Regions from separate parts of the Mus musculus genome. Here all the other regions are linked to region 1. A link is a contact called in public promoter capture Hi-C data. All regions are on one chromosome and are shown on one strand. The core of a region is the stretch at or near the end of the contact, and the rest is flanking DNA. Distances in the headings are between cores, read along the strand shown.

Region 1 (3,439 bases), core at 675-3,174:
ACAGAGACAGAGCAAAGACAGACAGACACAAAAGGAAGAGATGAAAGGAGAAAGAGGTAAGCAATGGCTATATTCCAGATTCCCCTGGGCTCTCAGGTCTACCACTCCCTTCTGTGTTCAGTTGATTGAAAATCAGGGTCCAGTTTTTCCCAGTGGTACCAAGCAGGCGTGAGACTACCAAGTCTAGGTCTTGGCAGTGTAGGCAGCCAGAATTAGACACTTTTGAATATAAAGCAAGAAGGGTGATGTAGGTGGAGAACAGAAAGCACCTTCAAAATGATTCATATTCCGTGGGTAAAATTCAGACTCTTGGTGCTAAAAAGTACAGTATCTTTATCATACCTCCATCTTCCTCTTGATTTTTGTCTGATAACAACCTGAAAATGACTAGTCAGATAGGAAAGTTTCACAATTGGAAAAATAAAAATATTTACTGCAGATAAAAGTATGCTTTTCTAAAAGAAAATTAGAGCCAGGTATGGTGACATATACCTATAATTATAGCACTGGGGAGCCAGAGGCAGGAAAATGGCAAGTTCTAAGTAGTCTGGGTTATACTGTGAGAACTTGACAGGGTGGGAACAGAGGGAGAAAGAGGAGGAGGCAGGAGAGGAGGAGGAGGAGGAGGAGGAGAGAGAGAGAGAGAGAGAGAGAGAGAGAGAGAGAGAGAGAGAGAGAGAGAACTTGGAGACTAAGAAAAGTTTAGTCTCTAGAATGACTATGAAGGAGTATTCTATTCTTCCCGTGCCTCCAGAGTTCCCCGACAAATAACTCTCAGTATTTGGATGACAAAACTGATTTCAGTTCCCCAGATCGCAAACCTCTAAAGGAAGTTAGCACCTTCAGAAGTAATTCTGTCCTGACTGAAAGCCATTCTTACTTATCCGAGTCTGCTTTAAAATCACAGTTAATTACATAGCCTACTTCTGGACTTCCTGTGACACAGATCCAGACAGAAGTTCTACTTTTGTATCCACTTTGTATGATAACAGCCGCAAAGTAGAAATGTAAACACGGCAGGCGAGGGGGCATTCGGGAAACATCACTTTCTTTAGATACTGGGTGATATACACTGCAGGAAGAATCCTTGAAATGTGTCTTCTAATTTAAAAGTATAAAAGCAAACTGACCCTAGACTTGACTGTTTTATTACTGTTTTTTTAATTACCCTCCCTTGCTGGAAATATTCACTGCACTGCTCTACCAGAAACTCGCTGTATATTAAGGAGCATTCTTAGAATAGTTTGAAAGGTTAACGGACTCACCTTGCCAATAAGAGCCCTGTTTTCATTTTGCTGCTACCACCACCCAGATAATGTCAAAGGTGCTTCTCCTCTGCCAACATTTGACAAGATTTCCCCTCTTAAAGCAAATCTCAAGACCCCGGGACATAAGGCCTATCACAGAACAGTCTTCAGGAACAGATGGGAAGGCCCGCTTACCTGCTGTACACTGGCAACTCTCATGTAGGAGTCCAGGACAATCAACAGAGGCACGTGGAAATTTTTATCTTCAAATAACTTGGAGGCTGGAAAAGAAGGGGGCAAATGGGGGATGAAAACAAAGTCACAAACCACGGCATCCTGGCATCCTTTCAATCTTCCAGGGATCTCAGCTCCTTCCTCCCTGAAGGAAAGGAGTGGGGTGCCCAAGATTAAGACTCAAGTGCAGGATAAAGTTTGCAGAGGAGGGAGGGGCTGCAGGCATTACCGCGGTCCGAGTAGGTGAACACCAGCATGTCCTCCAGGAGCTGAAGCAACGTCTCGATCTGCTTGCCTTCCTGGACATTATTCAGCCTGACTATCAACTTCTTCAGAGCCTCCTCCTCCTCTTCCTCTTCGCAGCCCTGACAGGCGCCACTGGCCATGGTGCAGCCGGCGGGGACTGCGGCGAGCTGGGACGGCTCCTGCTCTCAGAGCTGCTCGGCCGCCTCCGCTGCAGGCCCAGCCCTCGGTCCCCAGCCGCGCCCAGACGGTGACGGCGACCGCCCCTGCCCAGTCTCAGCCCGGCCTGCCCAGCCGCATCGCGCCGCTGGGAACTCCGCCGGGGAAAAGCGAAAGCCGCCACCCCGCCACTAAGAATAGCAAAGGGGCGTTGGGAAAGGAGGACACCGCCCAGTTGGCCCCTTTCAGGAAAGCGGTTTCTTTTAAGAGTTCCCCCTATAGGGAGAGGAGTAATTTGCTCCCCAAAGAATGCAGCGTTTAACAATCAAAATCGGCCAGCTACATGGGCTTTAGGAGTTGTTTGCTTGTTGGTTATCCTGAGCTCTGGTTGTGGTTGCCAAAAGGCCTCTCTCTGTTTTGAGTTTGCAGGCAGGATCTGGGAGCTCTGATTCAGCTCTCAAGGATGGAACTCACAGCAGAGTCAGTGAAGCTAAGGTTGGAAGAAACAGTCTTTAAACGGCATTCTTGGTCTGAACTAGTTATTAGTACTGCTGCCCGGGCCTCTAAAGTTAAAAGGGGTATTCTGAAAGCCGGGGCAACTGCTAATTCCAGCACCTGGGAGGTGAAGACAAGAACCAAAGAAATCGGAGGCCATCCTTGCTTCATACAAGTTCAAGGCCAGCCTGGGCTATAAGAGCCTACCTAGAAAGAAGGAATGGGGGGAGGGGAGAAAGGGAAGGGAAAAGGAGAGGGAGGAAGAAGTAGAGGAAGAAGAGAGAGGGAGAGAGCAGGGGGAGAGGGGGAGGGGGAAGGAGAAGAGGTAAATGAAGAGTTGAAGCAGGAGAAGAAAGGGGAGGGGGCGGGGGAGAAGGGGACAGATCTGCAAGGCACAGTGCTAAAGCATCCCTGTGAAGAAGATGTTGCATCCCAAGAAGAAAGCAAAAGAAAATGCTCACGTAGTAAGGTTTTTCAAGAAGAGAAGTCTCTGGTACAGTGCTGTAGTCAAGGCTTGGATGTTCTATGGTCTCAGATGACCCAACCTCAAGGTTATTTACCCCGAAGGAGAATTAGAGCAGTTAATTTATTTCCTGGCTTCTAGTTCGTTAACATTCTGATAACAATTCACAAACGGATGAGGAGTTCTTTCCTGTCTGAGGAAATGTCTTTGGGATGGGTAAGAGGTGGAGGGGTTTGAGAGGCGGGTTGAGAGCCAAGACACAACTGAAGGTCAGGCTGAAAGTTTGTCCACACTCTGCACTTTCAGCAGAACAAGAAAGCAAGTTTCCATCAGCTTGGGTACTCACTGAGTGCTTCTTGTTGCCAAGGGTTTTCACCTTTGCGTGGTAGTAAAGTGCTAATATTTGCAAGGCTAGAATAGTTAGGATTTGCTTCCAAGTAACCCACGATTGAAGGGTGGGGTCAAAACGGGAAGAATTAGACATGAAATGAACTGGGAATTGTGGAAGGTAAGAGATGAATTCCTGGGGCATTGCTCCTCTCTGTGTGTAATTTTCCATAATGACAAAACTCTCAGCTGATGACATATATGAGACCTA
Region 2 (3,439 bases), core at 339-2,838, 1.6 Mb before region 1:
TCGCTTACTCCAATCTCTCATCTCTGTCCCAGCCTTCACTCCAACCAGACTCGCTCTCTAACATGCAAATGTGATCATCTTCCTTCCTTCCTTAAAAACCTTCAAGCAGATCAAGTTCAAACTTCCAAGAGTTTCCAAGAGTAACTGCTATCCCTCTCTGCAGTCTTAACCACTCCCCGAGTCCTTTCTTGCGGACTCATCCTGGCATCGCGCTTCTCAGTCTCCTGAATACGAGAGCCGCTTTCATTGCTCGCTCAGTCTAGAATTCCTTCTCTTAAGAGGGCCACCCTCGCTCAGGAATACTCTGCTATACTAACTGGAAGGTACAAGCGACTCACTTTGGGGCGTGTCCACACCCGGTGGCTATCCTGTCTTTGTACAACAGCCTTCTTCAAAAGGGAATAAGAGCTTTTGCACCAGATGTGAATGGCGTGTGTATTGCCTGGGAACATGGATTCGGGTTGGGTGGAATAACACGTTCCAATACAGAATAAAGTCAGAAGTTAAGGCAGTTTCCAGATACCGGTTGGACCATCAGATTGATTATAGCAAACAGGAAAAACTGACAGGTGTCAGATCTCATCTAATGACATTTTAAGCTTTCAGAATGGTGGAAACCATTGATTCGATGAGGTTGCTTTAAAGGTTTTGAGCCAAAAGTATGTTGGGTATGACACGATTGGTCAACGAAAGCCTATTAAGGGACTAAGAATAATCATAGAGTTTAAGCTTTGTTAAATCGTCCACAGGTCTCCCGTACCAAAGTCCCCGAGCTGCACATTCTCAATATCTGCCTTCCTCCCCGTCCCTAGGTCCCTACGAGGCTTCAGCGTGACCCAGCTCAAGGCGTGGAGTGTGGCGGGAAGGAAGGGAGGCCGGGTTTGGAGAGGACCAGTTTTGCTTTGGGTATGCAAATGATTTGTCAGCAACGTCTAATAAGGCTGCCTTCCCAGCCTTGTGTGGATGGGCAAGCAAAGCACCATTGCACTACCGCCGCCTTACGACATCCCACGAAGCACAGATGTTTTAGACCCGACGCTGAGGTCCGTGAGGAGCAGGATGGGTCGAGGAAGAGTTAGCAAGTGCGGTAACCACGGTTTCTTTTTAGTCAACGCAGCGATGCCTGAGAATTCAAGTTGCCCAGCGCCACAAACTGCGCAAAGAAAAATCGCAGATTTAGGGCAAGGGCCTACAGCCCTGCTTCTTTCGCTACACTTGTCCACAGCTCAGAGCCGGGCAATCTGTAAAGAGGAACCAGCATCCATCTCAAGGCTCGGCGTGAAGGCCGGGAGAGCGCCAGCGCTCAGCTCCGCTTCCGGGTGCGCTGCGGAGGCGGAGCCTTGGCCGGGCGTTGGGGCGTGGCCCGGAGGCGGGACAATACCAGGCAGGGGCTGTGGTTTGAAACAGAGGCGGGGCCTGCGCCGGATGTGGGAGGGGCTGTGAGCGGGGCGGGGCATGGCAGGGCTAGGGGCGTGTCGTGTGGGGTGCTGGGCTTGGGCGGCATGGGACCGAGTGGGACCTGGCGGGGATTCGGGCGGAGGGGCGGAGCGGGGAGGGGCGGGAACCAGGCTGGTCACGCTGCGGCTGCGCGTTGCGATTCTTCGTAGTTCGCCCGGGCGGGCGCGGCGGCGGCGGCGGTGACGGCGGTGACGGCGGCAGCGGCGGTGGCGGCAGCGCGGGCCGGGATGCGGCGCTACCTGCGGGTCGTAGGGCTGTGCCTGGCCTGCGGCTTCTGCTCGCTGCTGTACGCCTTCAGCCAGCTCGCGGTGTCCTTGGAGGAAGGAGCTGCCGGGGGCCGCAGGCCGCAGGCCGCGGTAGTTTCCTGGCTGGCGGACGGTGGACGCGGCACGGGGAGAGGCGCGGGCAGCGCGGGCCCGGGCCGGACGGGCAGGTATGAGCCGCATTGCCGGGAGTGGAGGTCTGGGAGGGCCGGACGCGCCGCTCCATCACCGAGCACTGGCTGGCTGGCTTCAGATTCAGTGTTAGACCAGTTAGAAATTGAATCGCTTTGCAACTTTCTGAAAGGTTCGTTGGAAGTAAGTGGTGTCCCACAAAATCCTAATTACACTGCGGCTAGTGGGATTCCCTCCTGTTTCCATGGAGTCGAAGCTGAGTAATTTGAGAATCAGGCTGGCGCCCTAGTTGAGCCCTCCACCTCCCAGGTGTCTAAATTTTCCGCCTAAATCTTAGCTTTTTATCAGTAGCCGTAGCTAAAGAAATCTGGATGTGGCATAAAGCGAGCTGTGAATTTTTATTTTGAAAATATTCGTTTTTTTGGAAACGTAAAGGAAGTTCAGAAACATGAGTGATACTTAATATGCTTATATCTATGGGAGGAGTAAGGTATGAAGAAATCACTTTAAAAAAAAAGAAATGAATATTTATAACACAGCATAATGAGTTGGTGGATTTGCATAAGTCACTGCCACGGTTAGAATCATGAAATTTAAATGGAAAACTGTTTGGGCAGTTTACTTAATTCGCACTGCCTCCTTGGTGGATTCCTGTGTTTGGGCAGTTCTGAGACCAACTAATTGGAGAGTGGAAGACAGGAATTGTAAAAAGAGTACATCCACTTTGAGCTGTTGTCTATGTAGCATCTGAGAGTTGATGGTCTTTTCCAGCGGGAAGCGGGTAAAAGAGAAGCTAGCATGGAGATAGTGAGCTCTTGGTTTATGGTTTGATTGTAGTCAGAGAAATGTGGGGTATAGGTGTGCTCTCAGGTTCCACTGCCTACAACCTACACCCCCAGACCCCCAGTAGGATTTGCCGAGGAGAGCGGAGGCAGGAGGACCATGAGTTCGAGGCCAGCCTGGGCTACACATTTAAAAGCCTGGCGGTGGTGGTGCATGTCTTTAATTTCAGCACTCGGGAAGCAGAAATAGGCAGATCTCTGAGTTCGAGGCCAGCCTGGTCCGCAGAGCAATGTCCAGGATATCCGGGGCTCTACAGAGGAGCCCTGTCTCAAAAAACAAAACAAAACAAAACAAAACAAAAGTATTAATTGCCCAGAATTACATAAGAAGTATTTGGGGAAAAAAAATCCAACTTGGAAGGAAAACATTTTTAAATGGTAAGGACAGTGTTTGAGAGAAATCTCCTTTCAACTAGTATATCCTATTTGAAACGATTATTTCAAACTAGGCTTGGTGGCTTACACCTGTATTCTCAGCATTCAGGAGGTAAGGTAGGAGGATGGAAAATTCAGTACCTGTCTGGTTTTCATTGGGAGTTCCAGGCCAGCCTGGGCTGCATAATGAGACCCAGGTTCAACAGACCAAGGACTGAGTTTGTATCCCAGCCATAAGGGACTTGCCTTGTCAGGTGCCGAGTTCAACCCCTCCAGGAGTTAGAGAGAGTAGTAGAGTCAGTTGGAGAAACCCGTGCCTCCATCCAGTCACTTTTGCAGGCGCCCTTGATCACAGGGTTCCTTCTCTGC
Region 3 (3,439 bases), core at 483-2,982, 1.4 Mb after region 1:
TTGATTGTATCAACCAAACTAAGATATCATTATATTTTGTGTAAGTTTTTATGCCATAAGTATAAGGATAAATTTTGATTAATGTCTCCCTTAGTTCACAAAGCATGAAACAAATAAAAACTGACCAAGAACAACATAGTAAGAGTGAAATGATAGAGGCTCCCGGCCGGGTGCTGTGTAATAGAATTAGACGCTGGATTCTGAGGCAGCGAAGTTGAATGATGGTTTCAGCTTGGCTGTTACACGGGAGTCATGACATTCGCAGTCTCCTCCGTCCCTCAAGCTTTCATGAATCCATACGATAAAAGAAGTGAAAAGATTCTGAAAAATCTAAGACTTGACACAAGGGCATGGCATTAACTCGTGAGACGCCTTAGCATCGTGGGATGGTTCACAGCCGTGATTGACAGGAGGAGATTGTAGGCGTATCAGGCAGACATGCTGCTTTTGGCTGTCAAACACTCAAACTAAAGTGAAGTATTGTGATGCTTGCTAGCTACGGCCTGGATGCCTGGCTGCTTCAGCTGCTTAGATGGAACTGAAACAGGAGTGCTCAGCACATCAGACTCTTAGACCACCTTCTTGTTAGATGATCCATAACAAATTTTACTTCTGTTGGCATCTGAAAGGCTCTAGGAGCGCCAGCCTCCTGCACAGGCTCCTCCTTTGAGCAATTAGCCGTTTCATAGACCACATACAGGGTCTTTACTCTTCAAGGAAAAAAAGATAACACCCTCAGGTATTGCTTATGAATGTTTACATTGTTGGCTCAAATTCCAATTTACTAGGGCTAGAAAGTGACACAGCAAACAGACGCTTTTACCCTGGGCCCTAAGAGTTTCTCCGCTACCACCCCAACAAGCTTCTAAAAGGCATCTTGGCAAGTCGGCATGTAGTGGGAATAAACAGAGGGTTAAGTGGCAGGGAGGTTGAATACTGGGTACTTTTACAATGCATTCATTCATTCATTCATTCATTCAATCATTCATTCATTGTATAGGCAATAAGTCACACGATCATTCACAGAATGACACTTATTAAAATATCTGCACCATGTCCCCTGCCCCGCTTTGCAGTCATTCTTGCTACTCCAACTACTCCACTGCAACCCACATCCATCCATGTTTCTTTACATGTTGCAAAAATAGTTGTGTGGTTTGGGGTTGTGTGTGTGTGTGTCTGTCTGTGTATGCATGTGTGTGTATGCAGGCATGCATGCATGTATGTTGTTTAGTTTGCTTTCTCAAATATGGCTTTGCTGTAAGAGCAGTTTGTAGTGTTGGAGACACAGTTATTTGCAATAAGCATAAGTAGCTGGGTCTGATTCATTCACAAGGTTATTGCTCTTCTGAGGAGGAAATTAAATCCCGCCTAGCAATTTTAATTTTAAAGTAAATTGTGGTGTGGTGCCACAGTCCTGACCCTGAACAATAATCTCATTTCATAGTCTTGGAACATTCTGGAGCATCTGGTGTCCTTACTAGTTCCCAAAAGCCATATCATAAAAGTGCTTAAAAAAAAAAAAAACCAAACAAACAACTTCTTGAATTCTATTAAATTTCTGGAGGAACTTGTCTCCTTTGCTTTGGTTTCTTCTTTGTTTTTAATTAAAAACGAGAGGAAAGAACAAGTAGCCAAGATTTTAAAATTAAATGGTAAGCATGAGCAGAAGTTACGTAGGCCTAACTTCCGTCTACCCACGGACTGAGACAGGCAGCGCTGAGCCCCCTTCTGTTCCTGTGGAGCATGTGAGTCCTGGAGATACAGTGACTAAGATCAGGTTCCTATGCTTTCATGTCTATATTTCAGTTTCTGGCACATTCCATTGTACCAGCCAGGGTTTTCTATCCTCTACAACTTCCCCACTCCTATGCATTTGCCCTTTAACCTTCCTCAGAATCACAGCCATCTTTGTTGTGCAAGTGTCCAGTGCCACCAACACTTCCTTAAACTAGTTCTAAGCCTTGCTCTTTATATAATAAAACTGCAGATCCTGCATTACCCAACCCCTTTGCTTCTTAGCAAAAACATATAAGAGATTAAAAATACAGTGCAATATTCTAAAGACTATGAAAGCCTTAACAAAATAACATATGGCATCAGTTATCTTTCAAGTCAGCAAAATTTAGTACTCAGTATTTGCAGATTCTTGCTGATGCCACAGACTCCAGGCACAAGGATGTCTATGACCAGCCCCAAATACAGCCTCTCCTTAAGTTAACACAGGTTTTTCTTTACAAAATCACTCACGTATTTATAGAACATGGGTAGATATGCATGTTTTTTTTTTTACTTCATCATTGTTCTATGATCAGGCTAATTAATAAGAAGAATAAGTCAGAAACACCACAAAAGAAAACAATTGGCAATAGTCTATCAACACAAGAATGAGCTAAGATTTTTGGAATCACCAAAGGTCAGAGAAAGTAATAAAATAACTCGGGGCATTATAAACCAGTGACATGTCAAATTCTGCTTCATTTTGGAAATCAATAAAAGATGTCAACAGTGCTTTTCCCTTCATAGTCAAAAGAGGAAAAAATAGTAGGCTTTGTGTACTTGTCAGATAATAAACTCTGAAGGCAACTCCCTGCCAACCACGAGGTCTACATATGAATTAGATTCTTCCAGGTAATTGCTTACAAAAATATAGCCTATGGTTAGAATCAATAAACAACCTATTAGCAAAACCACTATCAATTCCTTGAAAGAAAATAGATCAATACCATCAAATTCTATATTCTTATCCTTGAACATAAATCATATAATTATACTGTAGACACACAGAACATCTACACAATGCATTAATAAACAATAGAGGGGCCTAGCAAACACAGAAGTGGATGCTCACAGTCAGCTATTGAATGGATCACAGGGCCCCCAATGGAGGAGCTAGAGAAAGTACCCAAGGAACTAAAGGGAACTGCAACCCTATAGGTAGAACAACAATATGAACTAACCAGTACCCCGGAGCTCTTGTATCTAGCTGCATATGTATCAAAAGATGGCCTAGTCGGCCATCACTGGAAAGAGAGGCCCATTGGACTTGCAAACTTTATATGCCCCAGTACAGGGGAACGCCAGGGCCAAAAAGGGGGCGTGGGTGGGTAGGGGAGTGGGGGGGTGGGTATGGGGGACTTTTGGGATAGCATTGGAAATGTAAATGAGGAAAATACCTAATAAAAAATAAACAATAGAAACGTTGTGTGTAAATCTTAGAGAAAGAAAATTAATAAGCAGTACCATTCAGAAGATTTCCTATGGTTGAGGTGGGCATATCTCTCTCTCCCTTTGTAATTCTTTACTGATTGTCATGGTTTGTTTATTCTTGGACCAGGAAGTGGCACCATTTGGAGGTGTGGCCTTGTTGGAATAGGTGTGACCTGGTTGGAATAGGTGTGTCCCTATGGGTGTGGGCTTAAGACCCTCATCCTAGTTG

What was found. Promoter capture Hi-C pulls out the DNA fragments that hold promoters and counts their contacts.
Region 2: a contact with region 1 is called in a promoter capture Hi-C map of pre-B cells, with 4 times the contacts expected there. The contact joins the promoter of Gxylt1 here to the promoter of Lrrk2 in region 1. A contact is called at or near these places in 4 of 39 promoter capture datasets (the C10 cell line, neutrophils and pre-B cells) and 2 of 115 datasets of contacts at active chromatin or transcription factors (the 230-238 cell line and large pre-B cells).
Region 3: a contact with region 1 is called in a promoter capture Hi-C map of hippocampal neurons, with 4 times the contacts expected there. The contact joins the enhancer-like site here to the promoter of Lrrk2 in region 1. A contact is called at or near these places in 10 of 39 promoter capture datasets (the SN4741 cell line, cranial neural crest, embryonic stem cells and 5 more).

What each region holds. Positions count from the first base shown.
Region 1 is chr15:91,671,709-91,675,147 of GRCm38.p6, reverse strand. Lrrk2 (leucine-rich repeat kinase 2) reads right to left here and starts at 1,924. Exons shown (of 51, transcript NM_025730.3): 1 at 1,711-1,924; 2 at 1,443-1,528. The coding sequence starts at 1,867.
Region 2 is chr15:93,273,328-93,276,766 of GRCm38.p6, reverse strand. It overlaps Gxylt1 (glucoside xylosyltransferase 1), which reads left to right and starts at 1,588. Exons shown (of 7, transcript NM_001357006.1): 1 at 1,588-1,891. The coding sequence starts at 1,686.
Region 3 is chr15:90,242,569-90,246,007 of GRCm38.p6, reverse strand. No RefSeq gene overlaps it. Among named protein-coding and RNA genes, the nearest start is that of Mir7648, 20 kb to the right of the region's middle. Within about 2 kb of position 1,732, at least 5 of the 459 cell types and tissues checked have an H3K27ac peak or open chromatin away from gene starts, as enhancers often do. A contact at or near this core is called in hippocampal neurons, where this site is marked.